3 separate regions of the Mus musculus genome follow, and all the other regions are linked to region 3. Evidence: chromatin contacts called from public Hi-C and HiChIP or PLAC-seq data. All regions are on one chromosome and are shown on one strand. Each heading gives the region's core, a stretch centred on a gene start, on an enhancer-like site or on the middle of the called end of the contact. The rest is flanking DNA. Distances are from core to core; before and after follow the strand shown.

Region 1 (5,032 bases), core at 1,437-3,936, 150 kb after region 3:
CACTAAGGATCCTTTGCCTTGACACTTTTCCTCATTCCTTCTCAAGACTTTCCCTGGTGTGATGGAAAAACCAGTGCAGGGATGTGGAAGGTGGCGTTCACTGTATGTTTGCTGTATTCTCAGCACAGGAGGAACTATACATGTGAGGAGCATGAGAGGTCACACAGGAGATGGCAGAGTCCGAATTGGAGGTTTTCTTTCACAGCCGGTTCAGACCACTTCGATATCTGTGTCCCTGTCTCATTCGAGTCAGGCTGGATGTGGAGACCAAAGGTTCCTGTCACGTTTCCCGTTCTCTGACTGCTCAGACCAGTGCCTTTCTACCCAGGCTGTACTCACTCTCTATAGAAATTGTATCGCTCCTCTCAAAGCTCTCTCTGTTCACCCCATAGAAGAGAGAGCTTGTTCCTGTACTTCACTCTGGGTTATCTGCAACTCACACATGTCAGTCTGACTTTGTGGTATAGGCTATCAGAGGGAAGCTAGAGTGGCCTTTGGAGTCAGATATTGGAGTTAATACCCTGGTTTATGGGTCATTCGACTTCAAAGGTCATATGTCTTCTATGGAAGTAGCAGCACCTACCTTAGCAGAGTTGTTTGTAAGGATTAAGTGAGCTTATTTTAAGTGTCTCGTGTTGCCCTTGGAAACATACAGCATTTGGGAAGTGACAGCAAGCATTGCAAGAGGTACCTGGTCTGTCTGTAACTTGATATTGCCATGGTTGGTATCCATGAGAGGTCTGCCCTTTTCTGAAGAGAAATCGAGGAAGAGAGGATTGGGAGGTAGGGTAGAGGGGAGATCCATGAAGGGAAGGACTGGGAGAAGAGGGAAAACTTCAGACAAAAGGGAGGAAGGGAAGGAGGGAGGGGAGGGGAGGGGAGGGGAGGGGAGGGGAGAGGAGGAGAGGGGAGGGGAGGGGAGGGGAGGGGAGAGGAGAGGAGGGATGGATGATAACAGTGTCCCAGGCTGTTAAACAAAGGGTCTGACTCCTGTCACCATGGAATCACCTCCTCTGTATAGAATGGTTTTTGCTTCAGAGATGAAGCCCAGATGCCTGGCATGGTAGCACAGGTTTATCATCCCAAGCAGGGCTGAGGAAGAAGATTGTGGGTGTATGGCTGGCTTGGGATACATAGAAGATTTTTGCCTTAAAAGCAAACAAATGAACCTTGGGGCGGAGGGGAGAGGCACAAAGCTCCCTCCATCCCCCACCTCTAATTTCCCCTCTGGCTGATACTGGACTGTGTTTGCCTTCACCGCTACCACACTGTCCCTCATCCCCACACCCTGTAACTGTCTCCTTGGAGGTGAGCTCACCGAGGACAGACCGGACAGCTCTGCATCCACCCTTCTATCCTCGGTGTGTGCCAGGCTCCTGAGAGGAGCCGTGGTCGAAAGGAGAGAAGAAGAATGGCCTGGAGTTGGAGACACCAGGAACTTGGGTTTGAGTACGGGGATCATGTCGAGTCGTGGTGAGAAATTGTGTGCCAAAAGAGGCTTCTGAAGAGCAGCAAGCGACAGTCTGGTTAGCCATTCACAAGTCACATTCTCACTGTGGTCTTCTTGTTTGTCACCCAAGAAAGGGAAAGCTGGGTTTTTTTTTTTTTTTTTTTTTTTTTTTTGATGTCTGTTTTAAAACATGATACTCCCTCACTGCATGAGCTCACAGTTCTTAGGTTTGCCAGAGAGCTGGAAACAGTGCTTTCATGCTGTGCATCCCAAGCTCCTGCCATAGCTGACAGATGGTCTCCTGCCACCTATGTGGAGGCAGTTTCCACCAAGAAACTCAGTTTATCAGTGGTTACGATCCCCTCATGAATCCCCAAATGACGGCCATTTGTCACTTCACTTTAAAAGGACCCTATTGTGATAGAGGAATGGATGGATGTAATACAAGCTACTCAAAAGATCTTTTATTTAACAGTGAGAGAGCTCACTCTGTTGGTGGCACTGAGACACTTGCTTCTGTGGGCATGAGTCCAGATCTTTGATGGTTTTAAGATGTACTCATGATTGGGAGGCTCAGGATGCTTACAGCTATCCCAGACCAAAGACATCTGCTATGTGCCTGAAGGAAATGACTCTCAGTGTACAGTGATCCCCATGGAGCAGGCTGCCATCTTGTGTTTGCTTGGCGGTACTTATGTAGCTTCTAGCTGGTGGCAAGGCTTGGCTGGTGGCCTGTCTTGAGGTCTGAGGTTGGAGGCTTTTCATCAGCTGAAGGCTGGTGAGCAGCCCCAGTGCCAACTAGGCTGTTCCTTCAGAAGATAGGTGCCTGACCCATTAGGGACCATCCTTCACTCTGGGGCTTTGAGATCTGGCTTAGTCACTATGACTTCCTCCTTTTGACGAGTTGTACAGAAGTCACACATAGACACGCACTAGAGACGTGAGAGCATCTACCAGGCTGGTCGACAGCCAACCTCTGGAAGCCACAGAGTCTCCCTAGTATGGGAAAGATATGACCAAGAAAATCCAGGCATAGAGTGTTGACTGTACCTGCCATGACCCTGCTCGCTTCTGAGCTGTAGCCTGCAGTAAGGTGAGAATAGAGCGCAGAGCCTCGGGCTTGCCCTTCCTGCTGTAAAGTGGAAGCAAGTGTTGGTACTGTAGGATTATAGTGAACCCAAGGCGGAGAGTCCATTCTAAAGTCATTGTGCTCAGGGCTGCTGCCTCCACACTGGGTCCATGCGTCTTTTTTTCTGAGGGTAACAGTGCTGTACAGTAGCAGGTATGTGGTGACCTGCCGGGGTAGAGATGGAGCCTGCCTGCCACGCAGGCCCCCCTGTGAGAACTGTAAGCTGAATCCCGATGAGAAACAAACCCACTCGCTCTGGTGTTCTTTTTCCTTACCGGGGATGTTTTGGGACTTTTCCTTTGGGAGTTTAGAGCACTGTGGGGACAGTCTAATTATAGTCTCCTTTTTCAAGGCAACGAAAGAAGGGCTTTTTTATCTTCTTCTTTAGCCATGCATCAGTTTCTTCAAAGAGCTCATCCTGGTCTGCAATTTCCAGAGTTTTGAAGTATTTTTAAAATAAAGTTGTTAGTTGCTTTGAAATCTGGGCCTGTGCATCCTTTCAAACGATGACACGCAAGAACAGAGCACAGCGTCTTTCTCCCAACAGCATCCTGTGCTTTATTTTTGTTTTCTTTTGTTGTTTCTGTTAGTCATTTCCCCTGCTGTCGACAGTGGCCTTTTCAACTGCACTCAACTGCACTTTTCAATACTGCTTTCCCCACTAATCCCAGTTCTGAGCGTCTTTCCTAGGGAAATAATTTAAATGCAGATAAAGCCGTGTGCACAGATATATTTGTGTCATTTATTTACTAAAATGAAAATTTGGAGATGACCTAAATACCCACTAGGGAACTGCAAGATACAGTCCACGTGTTCCTGCCATAGAATGTTAGCATGATCTTCACAATGGAGGTCTCTAAAGCAAACTTAGTAGGAGAAATGCATATACTAAAATGGGTTGTGCAAAAATGAAGTCAGCATCATCTCTGCCCACATGCCTGGAGGAGAGAACAGAAGGCAGTTCAAGAGCGTGCCAGCTCGGGGGAGGGGCGGGAAGAGGAGGCTTTATAATTCTATTGCTCACTCCCCATGGTGAGCATATATTTTTCTAGTGCCACAGGATATTTGTGTTATGTTCTATGGTACTAGGGATGGAACCCAGAACTTCACCTGTGCTGTACCGTACCACTAACCTGTGCACCACTACAGTCGCTCTCTAGCCCTCCTATAAAAATTTTGTATCTGTGTATGTACCTGCTCATGTGTGTATACATGTGTTTGTGCAGGTGCGTGTGTGTGCGCGCGCGCGCGTGTGTGTGTGTGTATGTATGTGTAAGTGTAAGGTAGGGGCTGCTGGAGTAGAGGACAGAGGTTGATGTTACATGTCTTCCCTATCTTCCGTATCATTCAACTTGGAGATGACTGGTTTTTCTAGACTGCCTGTCCAAGAAGACGGCCTGGGGATCTTCTGTCTCCCTCTCTCCAGGGCTGGAATTCTAGACATAAGCTGCTGCATATATATATATATATGTATATATATATATATATGTATATATATATACATATATATATATATGCACACACACACACACATATACATACAAATATATATTAGTAGGTGCTAGGGAGCAAACTCTGGTCCTAACGCTTGTATGGCACTTTACTGACTAAGCTGTTTCCTTAGATCTAGTAGCATATCTTGTGCTTTTTATTATTATTATTATTATTATTATTATGAAACAGTCTTACTAAGTTGCTTGAACCAACTTGAATTTAGGACCCTCCTGCCTTGGTCTCCTAAATAGCTAGGATGACAGGCCTTTGCAGCTAGGCCCTGCTGTTACCGTGTTTAGAGAGTGGAAGGAGCAGCATTCAGAGAGACCGTTGTGGCCGCTTCCTAAGTTGAGTCCAGTTATCTGGACCCAGTTCCTGAGGAGCTAGTATGAGTAAACTCAGCTGAAACTGACAGGTCCATGGCTCTGCAAATACCTGGACAAGGAAGTGCCAGCAAACCGTTTTGAAAACTGTTTTCATCCTCTGATGTTCTCTCTGCTTCCAGGAAAATCAGCCAGAGTGGAACCACATCCCCAGAATGAACTGCTCAAGGGGTGAGTGTGTAGCAGCTGCTAAGAAAACCCCAGGACTGTCCACCCTCGGATTTCCTGCAAGTCCTTTTAACTTAAAGCTCCCTTTCTTTCTGTAACGTTGCTGCTTCTTGTAAACAAGGCACCAATACCCACAGGACCAACCGTGGCCACACACCAAACAAGCAGCATGCACCACTGTAGATCCTGCAGCTTCACCTCAGGCTCAGGTGACTTGTGTGTGGTATTTCTGTCAGTGACTGCAAGCAGATCTTCCTGTAGGTGACTGATGGTTCCACTGTCCTAAGCCTGGCACTTACACATGTCAGCTGATTTGTTTTATTTCCCTTTCCTTCAACCTCCTACCTTCTTCCTCCCCCATGGCTCCTTATTCTCCTGACTACGGCTCTGCATAGCTCGGTACTCTGC
Region 2 (4,986 bases), core at 299-2,798, 170 kb before region 3:
CAACATGAGGCAAAGCTCTTATGAACTCACAGAGACTGAGAAAGCATGCACAGGGTCTACACAGGTCTGCCCCATTTTTTCACATTTATTTTATGGCTTCCAGTTTAGTGTCTTCATGGGTACCTAAGGGGACAATTGAGAGGGACTCTGATTCTTGTGCCTTCTCTTTGACTCATTTCTTTTTATTGGTTTATCTGGTTCAACTTTGAGGTGTTGGGGTCTTTTATTTGTCATGTTTTATTTTGTTATATTTTAAGATTATCTCTTAGAAGCCTATTATTTTCTAATGAGAGACTGAGAAGAAGTGGATCTGGATGGAAGGAAAAGTGGGAAAGAACTAGGAGGAATAGAGGTGGTAAAAACCATAATCAGAAAATATCCCGTGAGAAAAGAATCTAATTTCAATAAAAAGAAAGAAAAGTAGGTTGGTACAATGATCTCTTTGGCCGTTGTCCACTGTCACCCCTTGAGAGTGTTCCATTTTACTCTTTAATCAATCCTGTCTTCCATATTAAAAAAATACTTCATTTAGTATTCCGATTATAACTCCATATCATTGTAAAGCAAATATACCTAGTCAGATCTCAGCTCTACATACATTTGTATCAAAGCAAATATGAAAGAAGTTGTAAAGTTCATGTTGTAGAGTGACCTAAAATAAATCTTATTGAACAGTGACAAAGAAAAGAAAGGAAAATCCATTTTCAATGTTAAGGAAAAGGGTCAAGCTGGTTGAGCTTTAATTATTATATATGAGCTATAAGGTGAAAATAAAGCAAAAGTATAACCTAGAATATCTAACAGAAAGACTGGATATATTTTTACTTTTTAATTTTAATGTTATTATTTCTGGGGGGGAATAGGGATTGGATGGAAGGGTGTTTGTTGGTGTGTATGTGCACACTTGGTGCAAGTGTATGGCAAATGCTATGTGACTTTGTTCTCAACACTACCACGTGCACACAGAACTCTGTCCTTCCAAGGCAATATCCCCAGTGGATCTGGAATAAAGTATACACTGAATATACATAAGATATACATTCTACCTCCCTGTGGAGAAGTGGCTTCAGGTCGACAGTGTTACATATAATGCATGGTTTGTTTTATTTTTGTGTCTAATCCTAAATTCTAATTTAAATTTTTTTCTTGGGTCCTCTGGAACTGGGGTTACAGGTTGCTGTGTGTTATCATATGGTTGCTGAAAACTGAACGCAGATGCTCACATGAGCAACAAGTGCTCATAAACTGGTGATCCATCTCTCCAGATCCCTAATTCTAAATTACAGAAAACAAACGCTCTTGAAATCTTCCATTGCTCACCATCCCTTCCTCTTGCACCTTTTCCTGCTTTATGGATCATTTCATTCTTTCAACTAGAATTTTTTTTACTAGAATCCCATGATATTATTTCACAGACCCCAGCAGAAGTGCAACTACATCTTCACAAATGACAGCACCCTTCTCCTTGCCTTGCCCGTGACCATCTCAGAACAGTTCTCTTTGCCCATCTCTGCTCCAACGGTGCCTGTGATATGGATCCTTGCCACAAGATGGCAGAGACTTGCTTTCAGAGGAAGGAGTTCTTGAGTCTCTTAACCTGATGACACTGGGCATAGGGGATATTTTTCCTCCCAACATTAGCACCTAGCAGGACCCTGTCCCGCACCCTAGTGTGAATTTTGAGGTAGTCAGGAACAGCACTTGGTTTCATGTCTGCCAGCTACAAACTGGGTCAGGGAGTTTTCTGTTTAAAAGCTCATGCTAAGAAAGGCTTAGGACAACACTCCGGTCCCCAAACACCCAGAGTAGTCACTGGCCAGTTGACCAAGACTTCATTGACTTGAACCTGTGTACAAATGATCGTCGCTGGTGGATACCTCACATTTCTGGAGACTCCAGCAAGATCCCCACAGACCAGACTTCAAGATACCAGTGGTCTTGAAGCCCTTATGTGAGGGAAAGACTGTGTTGCTTGAGACTCCTAAGGGGTGTACAACCTGAGATGTTACAGGGCCCTGGGCCTCCATTTAATCAATCCCTGCCTATAGCTTGACAAAATTCATTACTCCCATCCCCAAAAGGAAAAAAATTGAATGTCACCTCATCTATCACCATCAGAGGTAAGTCTGGTTGTGGTGCCTTCTGTTTAATACAAAGAATTAGCCAGACACAACTGCTGATCCAATGTCCAGGATCCATGTGGAAAGTCATCAAATTCCACTGGCCTTTTCCACCACTGTATGGTGGCCACTACTGGTTGTCCTTAATATGTATTTCTTCATGTTTCTGTCAGTTTTGTTGGTTAGATAAACTGAACTAAATTGGAAGTGGTAGTGAGCTGCCCTAGAAACTTGGACTCTACTGCCCCAAGCACAGCACACAATTTTCTGCCGACTCAAGAGTCATGCTAAGCAGCTCACCTGCGCTGTGTTCCCCCACTTTTCTGGCAGTGATTATGGCTGTTGCTACTACTATTGCAATGGTCATGTCAGACTTGTTTCCCAAGCAGTGACAGCCAGAGGGGACCACAGCACTCCAAGGGAAGGTTTTGAAGGACAGATATGACCTTTGTTTCTTTCATAAAAAAAATGCCAAACATATAAAATTGATTGGTCTTCTTTTGGAGTCAGGTAGCCCAGTGACAATTCAGGCCATCTAGATTTCAATGACTGCAAGACCCCAGCCATATTGACAAGTTTTGCTGTATTGATCAGTGGCTTTCTTTGGTGAGAGAGACCACTTGGCTGAAGACCTATGCCCCTCCTTTCGGAAACCCTAATTGCCTGTGGCTCAGCCAGGTCACCCAGAGAAACACAAACCACCCACCTGTTCTCTCAGCCACACCCTCCTAAGCCCAAAGCACTGTCTGGAAGCTCGGACTCTAAGCAGCTGGCTGTGCCAGGGGAAGGGGAAAGTAGTTCCTCTGGCTGGAACCCAGGGGAGAAGAGGAAGTTTCTCATCTTCCCCTTTCATGGTTTCTTTTCAACCTTTCTTTTCAACCAATGATTTATATAATTAGAAAACTCAGAACCTATCATTCTCCACAAAGAGTAGACAAGCTGCCCCTGAGCTGAGCCAAGGTATTGTTGCCGGACAGGGCAGCTCAGATAGAATGGATCTTCTCTTCTGCCTGAACTGACTGGAACCCCAACACTGACCAAGGTAAGGATGCTTTGGAAAATTTTTGCCAGATCCATTTTTAGAAGGAATAAATATAGGTTTTAGAAAACATTGCTTTCGTTAAGCAGTCAGCCCCACATATTAGAAAAGCAAAAGAAAACAATTTAGAAGGGTTTGAGAATATAAATCGGTTCCATCTGGTGATTGCTTAAAAGGTTTACAATAACCATGACTCTGTAGAATGAAAACAAAACAAAAGACAAAAGAGATCCCAGTTGGGGAAGCCAGAGACACTAGAAACAGCAGAGGAAAGACGGACATCCTGTCCTATGTATGGAAGTGACTGCAGAGGGGTCCTTGCTCAGGTACTTAGACCTTGGAAGAATCCAGTGGCTTATTTGTACAGAAGATTTGAGCCTATTTCTGCTAGTTGACCAGTTTATTTGTGGGCAGTTGCCACTACATTCACATTAATTTAAAAACAAACAACAAACAAACCTTACTGACCCTAACCATTCCGCACTTTGGTGAGGGGATACAATGCCCATATAATGCATTATCAGGCACTTCTCTTAGACCAGCCACATATCCAATTTTTCAAAACTTTACCATCACCCCAGCCAGCCTGCTTTCAGATGATGACCCAACAGAGCAATCCCAATACAATAGCCAAATTAGGATCTTCAGATTCCATTGACCAGATGAGCGACACAGCAGGGATTCTGTGATGATTAACTGGATGCAGACAAGGTCCCCTGGCATAACAACACAATGAGAGGAAATGTGCTCCAGATGCTTCACTGGCCAGTCTGACTCAAGGAAGCAAGAACTTATAGGTCAGCTTGTCACAGGTGCTGGCAATGCAGAAGTACTTGTGGCCAGCAGCTTCAACCACCACTTCAGGGAGGGCCCCATTCCAGACTGTTGCTACCCCTGCAACTGCAGAAACTGCATCATCTACTCTGGGGTTGGCAGGCCAAGAGCCTCCTGCCTCTGCTCAATCCAAGAGACCTGAAATCATACTGTATGGGGAGCGTTTTTTGCTCAAGATGAATTCAGGTATGCTGAGGCCAAAGTTGTTACCTTGGACTGTGTCTTAGGGTGTGATGAAATTACATGACCAAAAAGCAAGCTGGGGAAGAAAGGGTTCATGTGGTTTATACTTCCATAATGCGGTTCATCATCAAAAAAGTCAGGACCACAACTCAAGCAGGCTAGAGACCTGAAAACCATAGAGGAATGTTGCTTGCTGCCTTGTTCTATATGGCTTGGTCAGCCTGCTTTCTTATTAAAAAAAACAAAACAAAACAAAACAAAACATTTAAGGCATTTAAATTTAAGGCATTTAACTTAACAAAACATTTAAGAAAAATGCCTTACAATCAGATCTTATGTGGGGCAATTTCTCAGTTGAGGTTCCCTCCTTTCAGATAACTCATCTTGTGTCAACCTGACACAAGATTAGCCAGCACAGACTGGCTGGTGGGGGCCCAATCCCTCAGTCAAGGGATTTCAACACAAAGGGCTGAGCTTCTGGCATTTCCTGAGCACTTTGCTGGTAAAAGGACAAAAGCTATCAGTGAATTCATGGGCAGTTGGTATGCATTTGCTATTGCCTATGGCCATAGGGCTTTCTTTATATAGAGAAGGGACTCCTCACCTCAGTCAGAAAAGAAATAAAAAACAAAACAAAACAAATATATATATGGCCCTACTAGAGACCATACATATGCCAAAAGAGGTAGCCACTGTTCACTGCAAAAGGCATCAAAAGGAGACCCACAGAGGCCCAAGAGAAAAGGGCAACAGACTTGGCCACCTGGAAGGCAGCACTAGAACCAATCAGGCCTCTGATTATCCTGACTG
Region 3 (4,957 bases), core at 2,195-4,694:
AGAAACAAATCACAAATGTTATTGTAGAGAACATGGCATAAGACAACCTTGTCTAACATAGCAGAGTAGATATCCCAGTTAGTGAGACATATTAACATCACGTGCCTCCTTCTCTGCATCCTGAGAAGGGCATAGCATCTCATTTTTGTAATATTCCTGTTCAAAATGCATCATCTATATTCAATCATGAAAAAAAATCACAGGAACATGATTGAAACACATTCTAGAAAACAACTTGAATGAACTTTTAGGAAGTGTTGATACCATGAAAAATAAAGAAATATCAGTGACAGGGGTGAGAAAGGACATATGACACTAAATGCAGTGTCACCCTGGATCCATTCAAGGACCTGTAGAAGGAAATTAATGAGCAATGTACTTTACAGTCAGTTGTGCAGTAAATTGAATTGTGTCAGTGAAACTTCTTTTTTTGTTATTTTTACAGCAGGTATGTTACGGTTGTATAAGATGTGAATATCTTAGGGAGTTGAGTAAAGGTAAACATGAAGAATTCTCTCTCTCTCTCTCTCTCTCTCTCTCTCTCACACACACACACACACACACACACACACCCACACACACACACTGGGACCTCTGTCACTGTATAGCCCATGTTGCATGATCCTCCCACTTCAGCCTCCTGAGGATTTGTATTACAGGTGTGTACTACCATTGTGCTTAGCTTTCTTGTACCACTTTTACAATATTTTTCTAAGTCTGAAACGGTTCCTAAATGGAAAGCTAAGAAGTGAGATTTGGTCTTTGACATATACCTTTTTTTCTTCTCAGAATCTAGTTTGCTTTTGAAAAAAATATCTGTTCACAGTGAAAGAAAGCTCCTTGAGCTATTCAACTTGTACAGATGAAAGGTGTGCTTTGAATCATGGCTGCTTCTGAAGCCCTGCCTTCCCTAAAGCAGGTCCTACCTCTTAAAGATCTCATCATCTTCCAGTAGGGACATAAAGAGGATCTGGTTATGGCTTCTGTCACTCAGTTCATTAGCAGGGTTGATTTGGCTGATCTGGCTGGCTAGGCTGGTGCCCCTTCTTCTCTCACTGTTTCATGTGTGTACTTCCAAAAACCTGTAGGTCCATTTGAAGATCACAACCTTAACTGATGCAGGAGCATTATTCTTCCATCAAGGGCATATGAAATATTGGGGTCCCAAACCTCTGAACAAGTTCTCATGCTCCATAGTTTTGTAATAGTGTCACAGGCTTGTGACCAATCTTTGATATCTGGAAACTTGGATCCAAATTATAGAGTTGCTCATCTCCATGGTGTGGGGTTAGGGTGGGGCAATCATCCTAACTTACTACTTACTAGTGTCAGGAAATATATGATAGACCAGTACAAAGAGCAGTGTGAGTGCTTTATCCTGTACAAAGTGATTCTTGCTGTTGGTAACCGTAACTTTACTGCTTTGAGCTGCTACAACTTCAGGGGATTCCTGCCAAATCAAAAGCATCTGGATGCAAACCACTTCCAGTCATGCAGAATGCCCTCTTCCAAGGAAGTAATAATGCTGTCTTTGTGGCTGGATGGCTGTTGTCAAGGAGATGGCTCCAGATAGCCCAAACAGCTGACGGGAGTGATGTCACTTCTAGGCTTGGCAGAAAAAAAATACCACAGTGAGAAAAACAGGGCAATGGCCTCTCTGTCTCTAGTCATGAATATGCTACAGTAGCAGGAAAAGCAACTTCCCTTATATTTTTTCCTTTGGGTAGTTGATTCTATTTTCAGTTTCAGGTTCACCAGGGGTTAAGCTCATAATCCACAAACATGGCCTTACTGAATAGGGCAAGGGGGGGGGGGGTTAACTCTCTAAAGGTTCTTTTTAGTTCTCTACTTCATTTTGTGTAGGGGAAAGCCAAAGTCTGAAAAGCAGAGTCGGTCCCAAGTTGTAGTTAGACACACTGTTTGCCCTGCAATCCTATCAGTCAGCTACCTTGAGATATTTGCTTTGAGAATGGAGTCTGGTGATTATTGCATTTAAGTACTGTGCTAGACTTTCTGTCTTTTTTGATTTCTGTTTTTGTTTCACATTTCATACATGTATACAATGTGTTATGGTCATAGTCATCACCTCCCATTATACACTCTTGTCCCCATCCATGCATGCTGACTCCTTTGTTCTTTCCCACTGCCTGCTCTCCCTCTCCCTCCACCTCCCCACTTTCCCTCTCCCTCCCCCCTCTCCTACTTTCATGTTCTTTTCCTCCTCACTGAGTTTAATTAGGGTTGTGTGTATGAGTATGGATGGGGGTTATTCAGTGGTCCTCCTCCCAAGCAATTATAGATCGCATGTCTGAACTTTAAGTTCTAAGTTGGAAAAAGAACAGAATACTTGTGGAATATAGCCTGTGTGCACCATTTAGGGCGTTGGGGTTTAGAAGGACCTGGGCTCAAATCATATCTCTGTTTATTGCCAGTTTGCAAAGAAAGAGTGTTTAGGGTTGTAGGGACATGAGAATTATTATTGAAAGAATTCCTAAAGTTATCTCAGGTTATTCTTACAAAAAATAACTTGCAGATTGTCCAGTCAAAGGGATGTGACAGAACAGGTTTACTGCCAGGGACCACTGTTCCACATCCAAGCCTTCTCCTCTCCAGTCTTCCCCAACCCTCCCCTCCCCTTCCTTATTCCTGGGTAGATTTATTAAAGAAAAGTGACAAAAACTCCTGAGAGTGGGAGGAGTTTCAAGGCAGGAAAAGCTGAAATTCCAATTTAATCTGGACCTTTGTTTGGGAGGGGAGAAATGTCTCTTCTTAGAATACATTCACTGGCCAAGAAGGTTAAAACATGGTTCCAGAGTGCTGAGATGTTGATACGAGGAGCTAAGGATCTGGTTTTAGTGGATAGTAAACTTGTTTATTACTTTGGGCAAGTAATTTCTTCTCTCTGAGTCTCTGTTTACTGATTGCTGGTGCATGAGTCCTAATAGTAACAAAATGCACATGAAGTATGGGTGACCCCTTTATAGGCATGCCGCTTGAAACTAACCCTGTAAACTACCGTTTGTAATAGCGCTCCACAGGTGGTATTTTTCTAAATCGAAGCAGAACTCAATTATCTGAGTCTCAACTTAAGGCAGAGCCTTTTGGGTAGAAAGAGCCTAAGGAGCGATTTTGGAGTCATGAGTCTGGAACACCAAACAGATTGATACTCTGAGCTGTTCCACCTCCCGCTTAAATTAACTGATCCCGGCGGACTTTTACCCTCAACAAATATGGCGCTCGCCTTGGCTTCGGCCCGAATGCCCTCACCCACGAAACATGGCTACCGCTTCTTTTCTCCTAGTGTTGCACGCTGGAGTGCGCAGGTTCTGCCCTGAGTTAAGATGGCGTCCAGGCAAAGCTCTTCTTGCCCGGTTTCGGGTCGTTGCAGGGCGGCTTCACCGCGCGTGCCTGGGTGACCCCGCCTTGTTTCCGTAGGAAGAAGCGCCGGGAAAGATGGCGGCGGCTGCGGTTTGAATTCCAGCGGCGCCGCTTGACTGAGAACAAGAGCTGGGTTGGAGGGGGCGGGACCTGGGGAACCGAGCGCGCCGCGACTGCCGGGGAACCAGTGGCGCTGCCGCCGCCGACACCGGCGCCACCACTCTGCGTTCACGATGGACTCGGGGATGGAAGAGGAAGGCGCCCTGCCTGGGACCCTCAGCGGTTGCAGGTGTGGCCCTGGCTTTGGGATTCGTGGTACCTGGGTTGGGGTTCCCGTTGATGGCGACTCACTCCCTGGAGGCCTTCGGTTTGCTTGGGGATGGTCTCGGCTGCGCCCCGAGTGTGGTGGGACCTGGGTGTCCAGCCAGCACTACATTGGACTGTGTGTTGTGTGTTCTGGAGTACTTTGAGGACGATGTGTAGGCTAGGCAGGGGGGCTTTTTGAAAGAGTGTGAGGAGATGGGTCTAATTAGTAGGGGGTGGCTGGAACTGGACATCAGAGCACTTAGGTGGTTGATTCTTGTTTGGGGCTTTGCATTCATTATGGGGAGTGTAGTTGTTATTTTAGACTTTGTTTATGGGGTCACGGGACAAAGTTCTGTGGAGCCTTGGCTAGAGATGGACAAAATTTAATTAAAAAAACGGCCTATACCCTGACCACGTAGGTGACCTTGGTAAGTTGACTTCCCCACTGAAAAGTGTACTAACGCCGATGTGCACTCACCAAAAACGGGATGAGAATGAAAAGAAGCAATGGCTACCCAGCAGTTGTATTGGCTGACATTCAACCGTGGTGAAAAGGATGATGACTACCACTATTACAAGTTGTGGCTTCTCTTCAGATCCCCTGGGACCAGAAATTGGATTATTTGGGGCATTTAGAGCGGGCGGATGGCATGAGAACTAAACTAGGAGATCTGCTAATGCTCTCCTCCTTTCTCTCTCAGCCTTGACTGGACAGATGCTGCATTCATACCTGCTCATTCATCTCTTAATCTGCCCTAGGCCCTCCAGGTGCCTTGTCATCTTCAGGATGAAGTTCTCTACTGTGGCTTCCAAGTTTCTCTATAATTGGCTGCATCTGCCTCTCTAGCCTCCCCACCCCCCACCCCACCCCTTCCCAACCCTGTCTCTTCTCCAAGCCCTCTACCCTGTGCCTGACTGCCAAGCTCGGTCAGGAACGATCTTACTGAGTTGTTCCTTGTTCTCAGGCTTGGGTACCTGCTGTTTCTGCTGTGTCCCTTATTTACATCCAGGTTCCACTGCTAGGAGATCCACACTGACGGTCCCACCCTTGTCTGGGCTCTCTGTACTGGGCTCTCTAGCTCCCCTGACCTGTCTCTGTCCTAACGTGGTTGACAGTGACCAGCATAGAAATACAACCTAGGATGTATATTTAATTAAAAACTTAGTCGTGAACTGGGCATGGTAGCATATGCCTTTAATCCCAGCATTCAGGTGGATCCGAGACTTTAAGGCCAGCCTAATCTACAGAGAGTTCCTGGATAGGTAAGGCTAT

The links. A called contact is a pair of places that touch in the nucleus more often than the background predicts. HiChIP or PLAC-seq counts read pairs in DNA pulled down with a chosen protein or histone mark.
Region 1: a contact with region 3 is called in a Hi-C map of cerebral cortex, with 2.7 times the contacts expected there. The contact joins the enhancer-like site here to the promoter of Cdk5rap2 in region 3. A contact is called at or near these places in 1 of 15 datasets of contacts at CTCF or cohesin (embryonic stem cells), 13 of 484 Hi-C or Micro-C datasets (centrocytes, cerebellum, cerebral cortex and 6 more), 4 of 115 datasets of contacts at active chromatin or transcription factors (astrocytes and embryonic stem cells) and 3 of 9 other capture datasets (adipose tissue, liver and pancreatic islet).
Region 2: an H3K4me3 HiChIP or PLAC-seq map of neural progenitor cells shows a contact between it and region 3, with 4 times the contacts expected there. The contact joins the enhancer-like site here to the promoter of Cdk5rap2 in region 3. A contact is called at or near these places in 1 of 39 promoter capture datasets (macrophages), 1 of 15 datasets of contacts at CTCF or cohesin (the NIH/3T3 cell line), 1 of 484 Hi-C or Micro-C datasets (olfactory sensory neurons), 5 of 115 datasets of contacts at active chromatin or transcription factors (bone marrow-derived macrophages, neural progenitor cells, oligodendrocyte precursor cells and 1 more) and 3 of 9 other capture datasets (adipose tissue, liver and pancreatic islet).

What each region holds. Positions count from the first base shown.
Region 1 is chr4:70,256,930-70,261,961 of GRCm38.p6, reverse strand. Cdk5rap2 (CDK5 regulatory subunit associated protein 2) reads left to right here. Exons shown (of 37, transcript NM_145990.4): 26 at 4,579-4,627. Among named protein-coding and RNA genes, the nearest start is that of Cdk5rap2, 150 kb to the left of the region's middle. Within about 2 kb of position 2,686, at least 41 of the 459 cell types and tissues checked have an H3K27ac peak or open chromatin away from gene starts, as enhancers often do. A contact at or near this core is called in cerebellum, cerebral cortex, cortical neurons and 1 more, where this site is marked.
Region 2 is chr4:70,576,418-70,581,403 of GRCm38.p6, reverse strand. No RefSeq gene overlaps it. Among named protein-coding and RNA genes, the nearest start is that of Megf9, 44 kb to the right of the region's middle. Within about 2 kb of position 1,548, at least 14 of the 459 cell types and tissues checked have an H3K27ac peak or open chromatin away from gene starts, as enhancers often do. A contact at or near this core is called in neural progenitor cells, where this site is marked.
Region 3 is chr4:70,408,922-70,413,878 of GRCm38.p6, reverse strand. Cdk5rap2 (CDK5 regulatory subunit associated protein 2) reads left to right here and starts at 3,444. Exons shown (of 37, transcript NM_145990.4): 1 at 3,444-3,667. The coding sequence starts at 3,612.